Linked DNA regions of Gossypium hirsutum: all the other regions are linked to region 3. The links are chromatin contacts, called in public Hi-C maps. All regions are on one chromosome and are shown on one strand. Each heading gives the region's core, a stretch centred on a gene start, on an enhancer-like site or on the middle of the called end of the contact. The rest is flanking DNA. Distances are from core to core; before and after follow the strand shown. Region 1 holds the start of LOC107908752 (glutaminyl-peptide cyclotransferase). Region 2 holds the start of LOC107917923 (polypyrimidine tract-binding protein homolog 2). Region 3 holds the start of LOC107951846 (plastidial pyruvate kinase 2). Region 4 holds the start of LOC107912641.

Evidence for each region. Hi-C and Micro-C count contacts between places; a contact is called where the count stands out from the background.
Region 1: a Hi-C map of leaf shows a contact between it and region 3, with 2.8 times the contacts expected there. The contact joins the promoter of LOC107908752 here to the promoter of LOC107951846 in region 3. A contact is called at or near these places in 6 of 34 Hi-C or Micro-C datasets (callus, leaf and seedling).
Region 2: a Hi-C map of leaf shows a contact between it and region 3, with 2.4 times the contacts expected there. The contact joins the promoter of LOC107917923 here to the promoter of LOC107951846 in region 3. A contact is called at or near these places in 3 of 34 Hi-C or Micro-C datasets (all in leaf).
Region 4: a Hi-C map of leaf shows a contact between it and region 3, with 2.8 times the contacts expected there. The contact joins the promoter of LOC107912641 here to the promoter of LOC107951846 in region 3. A contact is called at or near these places in 2 of 34 Hi-C or Micro-C datasets (callus and leaf).

The regions. Positions count from the first base shown.
Region 1 is chrD08:36,798,836-36,801,646 of Gossypium_hirsutum_v2.1, forward strand. LOC107908752 (glutaminyl-peptide cyclotransferase) reads right to left here and starts at 1,505. Exons shown (of 11, transcript XM_041098163.1): 1 at 1,064-1,505; 2 at 891-947; 3 at 662-697; 4 at 268-332. The coding sequence starts at 1,258.
Region 2 is chrD08:37,511,545-37,514,244 of Gossypium_hirsutum_v2.1, forward strand. LOC107917923 (polypyrimidine tract-binding protein homolog 2) reads right to left here and starts at 1,331. Exons shown (of 11, transcript XM_016847341.2): 1 at 1,151-1,331; 2 at 807-1,050; 3 at 499-708. The coding sequence starts at 992.
Region 3 is chrD08:37,126,153-37,128,852 of Gossypium_hirsutum_v2.1, forward strand. It overlaps LOC107951846 (plastidial pyruvate kinase 2), which reads left to right and starts at 1,451. Exons shown (of 12, transcript XM_016886996.2): 1 at 1,451-1,856; 2 at 2,624-2,700. The coding sequence starts at 1,620.
Region 4 is chrD08:37,422,679-37,425,553 of Gossypium_hirsutum_v2.1, forward strand. LOC107912641 reads left to right here and starts at 1,599. Exons shown (of 2, transcript XM_016840919.2): 1 at 1,599-2,262. The coding sequence starts at 1,889.

The DNA of each region.
Region 1 (2,811 bases), core at 255-2,754, 330 kb before region 3:
GCATATAAATGCAGAGCAAGCTGCCAAGTATGAACAGAATTTCCACTAACTGCAAAATGATCTTTATGTACTTTAAACTTGAGAAATATTAAAACCAATTTGGAGGCAAAATAATTCGGTTAGCTAATAGGGAGCTTCAAAGGACCTGATGAAGTGAACAGGGAAGAACACATAACATGAAGAAGAGGAAGAAAATGAAGAAAGGAGCTCAATGTTTTAGATGAACGCAAGAGCCGAAGTATACCAACTAAATTCCTTCTAACAGACCTTTCACCCAGAAGAGTTAAACCCTCTCCAAAATATGAATCAGCCATCTTGTGAAGAATCTCAACCTGGAAAAACATACATATATGTAAATAAGATTGGAATTACAAAATATGGTTTGTTTCAGGTTACAACCAAGGACATATTCTCTGATTTGTCACTTTAATTCAAACAAACTGTTATTTTAAATTCATAATATAATATGGCATGTATATTGCACCCTACTAGCAAGCTTTCAAGCAAATTTAACTCCATTTACGTTATATTTCTCAAGAAATCTTATTTACACAATTTTTAACTTCCAAAAATACTAATATTCGTTCATCTGAAAATGGAAATTTATGAATAACCAAGTAAGAACAAGCTTGAATGAAAATCGAAAGACAGGGATCTGTACCTTTCCAGTCCGAATAGCTACTTTCCGAACCGATGACTGAAACAGTGAGAAGATTAGGTGGTTAAGTAAAGGTTTTCAGATCATTCAAATCCAACCCTAAACAAAAATTAGAGACACGAAGCAAAATAATGGAAACTAATTTTGGAACTGCAAACCAATGATTCAAACTTGAGGAATAATGAAACATACATACATAAAGAGATAGCCCAAAAAAAAAAAACTAACTCACTTGCCGGTAAAGACCAGTTGACTCAAATAAAGTATCATTTCCAGCATAAAGAAGACCCTGAAAGCAATCAAACCATAAAATTTCAATGTTAAAATATGGTCAAAAGATAAATAAGGAAAAATAAGTCTGAAAATAAATCATAAAGTTTGATCGATCCTCCTTTGGGGACTTACCTGAGTGAAGGCAGTGGAGTCGTGAGGGAATTCATTGACTATTTCAAAGTCGTAAAACTGAAGGGAATAATGATCGGAGGATACCTTATTCCAAGTGGCTGAAGAAACTCCCAAAACAAGAATTACAGAAACAAGCAAAATAATGGATACTAAAGCGAAGACTTTTCTGAGATACAGTTGCTTGAAAGTGGCCATGGAGGCGAAGGCTTGGAGCTTGATCTCTTGCCGTAATGCTTCCTTTCAAAATCGGAATTTCGCAAAGAGTTGCAAAGGCGTCATCCACACTTAGATGTATAGTTTGGCGAACATGGTAAAAGGTGCATGATACGCAGTTGTTGGTTGACCAACAAATATCAAACAAATATTTGTGTAGACTTACCATCTCTTTTAATCTTTACTTCAGAGAAAAAAAAATCTTTATTTGATCGCAATAGCATATGATGTCATTGTCCCAACAAAATTGAGGGATAAAAAAAAAAGAGAGAGCTAAAGGGGTATATAAGTTCCCAAATTTTTGCGAAAAATTATAAACCCTCAGCTAAAAACGCACTCAATTAAGTATTTAAACTCTCAAATTGCATCAATGTAGTCATTTGACCAACATTTTTAGTCTTGGGCTGTTAAAATATTGATGTGACCGTTAACAATGTTGACATGACACTCCATATCAATGATAGTTGCTAACATGGCGGTGTCACATTAGTTACCACGTCATCAAAAATAAATAATTCAAAAATAATTCAAAAATAAAAAAAATTGAAAGAAATACTTTTACTAGAATGAACTTGGACATTTAGTTGTCCAAGTTCATTCATATAAAAAATTAAACTTTTTTAAAATTAAAAAATATTTAAAAAATTTAAATTTTATAAATTTTTAAAAACATTATTAAAATTTATAAAAATATTAAATAAATTTTAAAAATTTCAAAAATAAAAATCATTCAAAAGTTAAAGTTTAGAATGCATCTAGACATCTAGTTGTCTAGATTCAGTGTAAATCTGACATACACTTTGTTAAGCTTATTGTTTAGTATTTCAGTATCTGACATCACAGACATGGATAATGTGATTGGATTTCCATTAATTTGATTGTTTTGTTTGTTTAAAGCCTTGATCTGATGCCTAATCACTAAATAATATATTATCTCTATTGATATAATGTACAACAAAGGAAAAGGATAAGGAGGAGTAAAGAGGAGATCACGATGGTGCAATAGAGGTCGGTTCACCTAAAGAGGCTGAGAGTCGAAATAGGGACAAGAGGACGGTTGATCAAGAAGATAATTGCTCAGAGTAACTTTAAGGTGCTAGAAGATTGATCATTTCTTCATTGTTTATTAAGGCATTTATAGGAAAGGTCCCTTTGTTTATTAGTATGACGTGACAGGATATACATTTAGTTCGCTAAATGCGTAAAGATAATCATGAGTGTGTATCATGGGACTTTATCAATATGAGGTTATCATGCTTGAATGAAGTCCTTATTGTCTTAAAAGTGTTTTCATACTAGGAGAGTGTTCACTTAGATATTGGTGGGTGACTCCCTCTAAGTAGAACGTGTAGTTTTGTCTAGAGGTACTAAGAGTGGGTGGTCTACTTAGGCGTTACTTCAATAGGAGTCAATGTATAGGTCAATGATGTGCCTAGTGCTGACATGTGTCCGAGTGGCAGAAGGTTATTACCAATAGTTCCCCTGAGTTGAACGGTTCGTGAGACATGATTTAAATTTTGATTAAAGTTTGTCCC
Region 2 (2,700 bases), core at 81-2,580, 390 kb after region 3:
CGATTTTGGCACTCAGCAAAACTAGCAACTATTATATCGAACAAATATATAATACAGACCATATATGCAAAAAAAAAAAAATGTAAATGGAGCACAAACTTCATTGCCAGCAGCAGCACAAACAAAAAACATAGTGACACCAAACATCTAAAAAGTCCAAGGGTGCACATGAAGAAGAAATGAAAAAAAAAATCCTAAATGGTAGGAATAGGAGGTAAGTAAGGAAGAGAGAGGCAGTGTTAAGGAAAGGAGAAAGGAGACAAACACACATGTTCTCTTTCTCACGATGCACTAAGCTGCCATTGGAGATTATTCCCTTGACATGATCCTGCTGATCCATTCACATTCATGTCAAAACACAAAAGCTTTTCTCCAAAAGAGCGTGACAAAAACTACACAATCCTAGTTATTACATAAACTCATATCAAACAACAACTTAGAAATAGTAACTTCACACCCTTCTAAACCAAAAGGAGAAAAGACATACGCCATCCTTACCAAGTGCAATACATCTATGGAGACAAGCCGTGCATCTTGACCTTCGATTGTTACCAACAGTACATTCCCGGCAACATCTGCGGTCGTTTTGTTGTTTACAATTTCTTGCCTGTTAGAATATTGCAGGTAGACCGTTTTACCCCTTACTTGAGCAGGCTCTGAAGATGAAGCATAATACGATATCATGGCAATAGCTTGATTCAAGTCAGCCTAAAAGGTAAACAAAAACATATATTTAATTACTAACTTCACTAACATGGTGGAAGAAATTTGACCAGAATTTTTTTTAAAAATCTGATTAAACTTACGAATTCAATGAAAGCTTGATTACGATTGGCTCCAACATTGCACTTGGTGTTAACGACCTTACCAAATGGCTTCCCCAGCTCGATCAACTCTTCCTCCGTACACTCCCATGGCAAGTTTCTCAAATGCAGCACCTTAGATGGGGGTTGAGTGTAACGGAACTGCGGCTGACTTGATACCGAGGCCATCCCGTTCGGAAATCAACCCCTCTAAAAATCTTTGGCAAGAGAAGACAGATCAGAAACCCTAGATGCCAAAAGAATATATGTTTAATTCAAAATCGAAATATATACATAGATCAATCAAAACCAGGAAAATGCAATGAAATTAAGGGAATAAAATAAACCTGAAAAGAAAAAGAAATTAATGAGAAAATCCGTGGAAACCTCTGAAGTTCGTTAAGTTAGGGTTTCAAGGAATTTGAGATAAATTGGTATGGTAGACTTTCCTTTCGTTTTGATTTTATTAAGGGATGGGTATCGTCATGGGCTTTTGGCGCCGATGGGCGTTATGTATTAGGGAAGGAGAGATTGGATTGGATTGTATTTTCCCTTCTTTTATTACTTTTCTTCAGAAACAAAAGGAGCGGACTTTACCCGACCCGAGGCAGCGGTTTTTCTTTTCGTTTTGGGCCTTTTGGCCACTAAGGCAGCGTCTTCGGATTCTTAAACTTTGGTGCCCACGTTGCTGTGGAATATAAATACGTGCAACTGGAGAATTATTTACGACTACTTTTGAAAAATACTAATATTTAGAAAAATTGTTTTTGAAAAATATTTTTCAATATTTTAATTTAAGATATAATTTTTAATATAATTTTAATTTTTTTAAGAAATAAAATGTTCATCTTAAACACAATGCTGTAAAGTAAAAATATGTGTTTAAATAATATTTAAATTCGTTAATATTATGATATTTTAATAATATTCTAAAAAATAATATATTATAACTTATTATTGACATATGAAATATAAATTATGAATATTTTTGAATTAATTACTATTAATGATTATTTATTTATAAATTTTAATTTCAATATGTAATATATATTTTAAATATTAAAGTATAATAATTACAAATTTAAATATATATTGTTATATATTTGAAATAAATTTTGATAAGAAAATAATTGTATAGGTAATTTAAATATTACGTAAAATACATTAAGTCATTTGACTCCAAAGGTATATTTCCCACACGCAAAAGCTAAAAATGCTTTTGAGTTTAGGTACAAAAGTATTTTTCATTTCAAAAGTTGTCTATTTAACATTGTTTATAATTCCAAATAAAGTTTTATTAAACCGTTAGGAAAAAATAAAATTTAAGATTAACTATTACAAACATAAATACAATATATATTCATAAATACAATACAAGTATAAATATATGTCCAAACAAATACAATGTAAAATTAAATCAATTAAGAAGCACAATCAATGAAAAAAAATCAAATAAATCCTATCCATGGCAGATAAATATGTTGAAACTGAAACCTCACATATCACAATTACACATAATAAGGCTTGAACATAAGTACTCAAAGACCTAAAACTTCACATTAACTAACAATACTAAAACCTAATTCCCCATTGAAAAAATAAATAAATAAAATCAAAATTAACACTTTCAATTATTTAAATTTATAAACAAATTTTATGATGATCAAAACCACTTAATATAATCAAAACCACTTAATATAATTTTCTTCTATAAAAATGTGAAAATAATAAGTAAACTATGACTTATTGAAAAACTTTTATTTTAATTTATTTCTTTTGGTATTATCTTTTAAACATTTCACATTTAAACTTTTGCTTTGTTTAAACTAACTTGAAGTGCTTTAAAAAATTTAAAGATGAAAATGTAAAATAAAATTATCATAATTTAAAATTTATA
Region 3 (2,700 bases), core at 201-2,700:
ATATAAGTAATTAAAATAAAATATTGGTTGAGTGATAAATTTAAAGTTTTTCCAATGTAATTGGCATGAATTTAAATCCCACCATATACATATTTTATTGCTTTTTTAATTAAAAGGACAAAAGAACCTTCAAATAATATAATTTATTTTAAATATGAAAGATCATTTTTGTAATTTTCAAACAAGTTGGTGTCTGATTGACTTGTGACACCAACTCAATCAGGGATTTTATTAATATTATAGATATATACATTTCATTATTACTATTTCTATAATAAGTAAAAAGTATAATGATAAATTTAGCATTCAATATTTACATTTTTTTGTCAATTTAATCATTATTCCTTTTTTTTAAGCTAAATTTAGCTCTTAACCTTTCAAAAAAGAGTCAAATTATTTTTTAATAGAAATACTGACTAAAACATTAATTTTTTAACGTTGTTGGTGTAACAACTCGCATGACAATTTATGTGTTTATCCTACTAACATAACACCATTTGTCTTATATGTCACGTAAACAAATAATTCAAAAATTATAAAAATTAAAAATTAAAATTAAAATTAAAATTAAAAAAATACAAAAAGTTTATAAAAATTCAAAAAGTTAGCATGAAATACAAGTAGATCGTCATACAGGTTGCTGTATTTAAAATTTTAATATTTTAGTTAACATTCTCTCTGAAGGAAAAATAAATTTTGACTCTTTTTGGAAATGTTAATAATTAAATTCGATTTTTTAATAGGTTAAAGGTTAAATTTAACTAAAAAAAAGTTTATGTTCAAAGCGTTAAAGAGATAAATTTGAAATTATAACTAAAATAAATTCAAAATTCAAAAATTTAAATCCATATACCCAATACAAAACACAAGTTTTATATTTAATGAAAAGAATGCTTGTCAAAGTCAAATCATAAATGATATATGCGGAAAACCACGAGAGGCGAATTGAAATTGGAAATCCTATGGAGGGTTCAACTTCAATCCCAACCCGGAACAAGACCAATGTTATGCTGACACTTGAACAAAAAAATGACGAATGATATCAGGGGTTGAATCTCTGACACGACGTCGTATAACAACAATAAAAAGTTGTCTTCTTTGTTTTAATAATAATAATAATAATAATAATAATTTGCCTAATTTCCATCCGTTTTTTGAAAAGAATAAAGTTTAATGGGTAATTGTATATATAAAATTTTAATTTAATTTAATTCATAATTATTTATATAATATTATTTTATGATTATATATTACATAGATAAATAATTAAATTTATCACATATAAAAATAGGTTAATATATTCAATTTTTTAAAATTTATATAACTAAATCAAAATTAAAAATTTAAATATATATTTAAATCACAAAAAAATATATAACTGAATTAAATTAAAATTTATATGTATAATTTCACATTAAATTCTTACTCAGAGAAAAAAAAAACAGTTTGAATAAAATAGGTGCATAGTGTTTGTCGATACAAACTAGGCACGCTTCATTCTGCAGCCTCCTCTTTTAAAAGTCATTGTTTTAGCGGCGATTTCTCCAACCTTCAATTTTATCAGCGAAACTCCCTCGCCTTCCTCTCCCCTCGAACCCTTTCTATCTCTCATTTTAGCAATGGCTCAAGTGGTGGCCACTAGATCCATTCGTGCTAACTACTTCAGCAAGGCCTCCGGATCCCTTCAGGACCCAGTGGAGAAGCTTAAGCCTGCGTCCTTCGCTTCCAAAGTACTCTTACCTGACCACAGGAAGAGCAACGCCGTCGTGCTTACGAGGAACTCTAGGATTACTGCCAAGAGAGCCTCACGTGCCGAGCCTGAACTTATTCCCGTTTCACCTGAGGATGTACTTAAGGTTTGGCCCACTTCCGACCTCTCTGACCTTCCGCTTTGATTATGAATTTGGTTGCTGCCATCTCATGCTAAAAGAAAAAAGATCAAAAAACGCACTGGATCTTTGTTAACTTTTTTGATTTATCTAGAGGCTAAGAAAGCAATAGGCGTGATATTATGTAAGTGGAGTGATAATATTATCATGGAGCATGCTGATTGTTTTTTTTTATAAGAATGGAGCGTGTCAAGTTGAATAAGGTCATGTTTGTATTTTCGAAAATGCATTGTCCTATTAGTGAAACTTACACAATCCATAAATGGAAATGGTGATTTTTTTTCTCTAAAATGAGGAAACTTCCTGGTCACTTTGGACTATAAATGAGAAATATTTAGGACTGGAGTCAAGATTTCCGCTGAGATCTTTTTACAAGCCAGTCTTTGGTGCACTGTCGGTTGATTTTGTGCTAAAGAAATTATCCAGAGAATAATGAGTAACATGGGGCATAACTTTCACCTGTTTGCCATTGCCGGTGAAAGAAAAGGAACCTTGAAGTGTATAACAACTTAAGTGTTTGGTTAAAATGATGAAGTTCGAATTACACAGTGTATTTCACTTGAAATTTCTGCTTATTTACACTGGTATAGGATGGTGGCATTGCCGTTGAATGACATAGTCACTATGCTTTGAATTGCCATTATATCTATGCTCAAATAACTTATCATGGACAGCTGAAGAGAGAAAATCACCGGAAATCATTGCTTGTAACTTTTCTTACTTTTTTTCTTCAGAGGGAGGAGCAATATGAGCAGTTAAGGGGGATTCAGCAAGTAGGTGATGGATCAGTGGGTATGTGGTCCAAGCCTAC
Region 4 (2,875 bases), core at 349-2,848, 300 kb after region 3:
AGACAATCAATGAGCTAATATATGCTTTGTCACAATTTTGCTATGCATGCAAAATATAAAAGATGTAAATACAAAAGACATAATAGTGAAATGTGAAATTAACCTTATTTATTTATTTATCGTTCAAATAAATAGAAAATAATTACATGTTTACTACAATATGGACACATTTCCCAATAGCTAGGGCAGATCTCCAAGAGGTTCCATCCACCGATAAAGTGTGCCCTATAATGCCACTGATGATTTGGTCGCCGTTTTGGTGGGAAGGAGAGATGAACCCCCATAGCTCTTTTATACTGCTTGCAAGCTGTGTGTAGGACGATGGTCTTCCTCGCCAGCTGTTGTCATAGGTGAGTCTTCTGGTAGAGATTTGATTCCCCACAAGGCTTACTCTAATCTTTCTACTGTAGACTCTTCCCATCTCTTAAGCCCGTCACAGTCCTTTCAACCGAGGAACATGGACATAGAGGCCTTAATGGAGAGGGTGCAAAAGGTCGTTGAAGTGGCTGACGCAAGGGCATAGATTGGTAGTAGTAGTTGTAAGACGCTAAGGGCTGAAGGGAGTTCACAAAGCACTAGAGAGAGTAGTGGTACAAGATTGATCTGCCGAAGGCAAGGCAATGAGCCAGTTAATATAAAGAGGGAAGTTACTTAGCCAACCATCCCTTCCCAACCCAAGACACAATCAAAGTCTGCCACTCCTGCGGACGTAACTCCTATTGCCTCTCCTCTTCCTGTAGAGCCTAGGTTTAGCACGGTTTGCTCAATACCACCTTCCTCTCCCTTTGGCTCATTATCCAGATTTTAATAACAAATGGGCTATTTGCTCACATGCCTTTGGGCTAATAACCTCTTAGGACCCTCACCAATTCCTAATTTTAATTCCCAATCTAACCATTTGGCACTTAATTTTGATTTTCTTACAAAATAGTCCCTACCTCAATTTTCGAACTTCTAAATTCTAACTAAATTAATGCAATTTTAATAATGAAAATTTAATTATATCGAGTTATAAAAAAAATATGCTACTTGTTTTCGAAAAACCTCTTAATTTAACTTCCTAAAACAAATCGAATTCTCGATTTTTGAAACTATACGAAATTTTCGTCATCGAAAAATTCCAAGCCGTTAAATCAAGACCAAAGGAATTACATTTGGTGCGATAGTAATTTAAACCTTGTTGGTTTGAAATGCAATAGTATAATGAGTTTCTTTTAAATGATGAGTTCAATTTTCATCTTTTTTAGCCTCTTTTGTTTTTTTTTTTGCATCAAAATAGTCTCAAATTAGTGTTTTTTAAATAATTTTTAAAATTTTAAATATATTTTTAGAATTATCTAAATCATAAGTATCAACTTGGGAGAATATACCCAAATTAGGGACCAAACATGTATTTAAACCAAAAGAAAAATAAAAAGAATTAAATTGCTTAAAAAATTATAGGGACTACACCATTAATGGCTAATGATAGTTTAGTAATCTAAATGTAATAAATCATTAACGTTAGTGAACATATTGTAATTTTCAATAACATTAGTGATCACATTGTAATTTTTTAAAGTTCAATGATAAAAATGTAATTTGAACTAGTCCTAAGTGATTAAATGACTAAATGTGTAGTTTATCCTTTCATAAATTTTAGAATTTTTTTTATATTTTTTCAAAAAATAATAGGAAAATTCCCTAATCCCCAATACAACCGTATACATACATGAAGAAGATAACGGAATGGGGTTTAGTTTACACTGTAAACCATACTCCAGTTTCCAGTTCAACCACCACTCCATTGTCTTTCCTTGAAAACTCATGAAAATTTTAATTTTTAACAATCTATCAACCAAAAAGTAATAGCAATTAATAGTAGAAGAACCAGAAAAATAAAAAAAAAATGTCTGCTTTTCATGTCTCAAAGTTAATCATTACTTCGCAAGCCTCAGCAACTTATCCAAAATTCCCCCCTTTTTCTGTTTTCAGAAAATCTCTATCATTCCCTCACTCTGTTTCTCAGTGCCAAAGGAAAATTGCAACCTTTGTTTCTTCAAAATCATCAGAAGCTGGGGAGTTGCCGACCGCTGAAGATGAGTGGCTCAGCAGACTCCCGGATAAGAACAAGCCACTTTACTCTCACAGCTTGCCTTGCATTGAAGCATGGCTTAGGAGCTTAGGGTTTTATCAAAGCAGAGAGGACCGTGCTGTTTGGTTGATTGAAAAACCTGATTGGCATGCCCAGCTATCTCTTGATGTCACTGATCTTTATATAAGGTAAATTTATGGCCTCTTTTAGGATTTTTAAGCGATTTTCTTTGTCTAGTGTTTGTTTTTTTTTTTTCCATTTTAATTTGAGATGGGTATGTTTATTTAGTTGATCGTTGATTGAGTTTAAAGAATTTCTTCTGTTAAGGGTAAAGTTATCTGGTGTCTTCTTTTTTTTTTCCTGCTAAAGGTTGATGTTGTTTAGTTTCTATTTTGGAGCAAACATTCTGTTACTTCTAATGACTACCATAAGCTAACATATAATTTCTAAATTGCAGGTATTGCATCCATGTATAGAATAAGAAGGTTTCATTTAATATTGTTGTGATTAATGTGAAATACTAGCAATAGGGGTTGATAATGACAAATTTTAGTTGACTTGACCAAGTTCTATTTGGTTAAACAGAGCAGGCATTCAAAAAGTAGTGATTAAGGATAGGGATAAAGTTTGGAAGGTTTGGCCATTTCTACTTTCTACAAGTGTTAGCAGGATATCATAATCATTGGTGCAAGGATGCTGGTCATGCTTCCTGCTTGCGTATCAACCTTAGCATTAGACTTAGGAAGCAAAAAACCATGAATGTTACTCCCCTTCTTACAGTTCTTTCTTGCACAATATCTC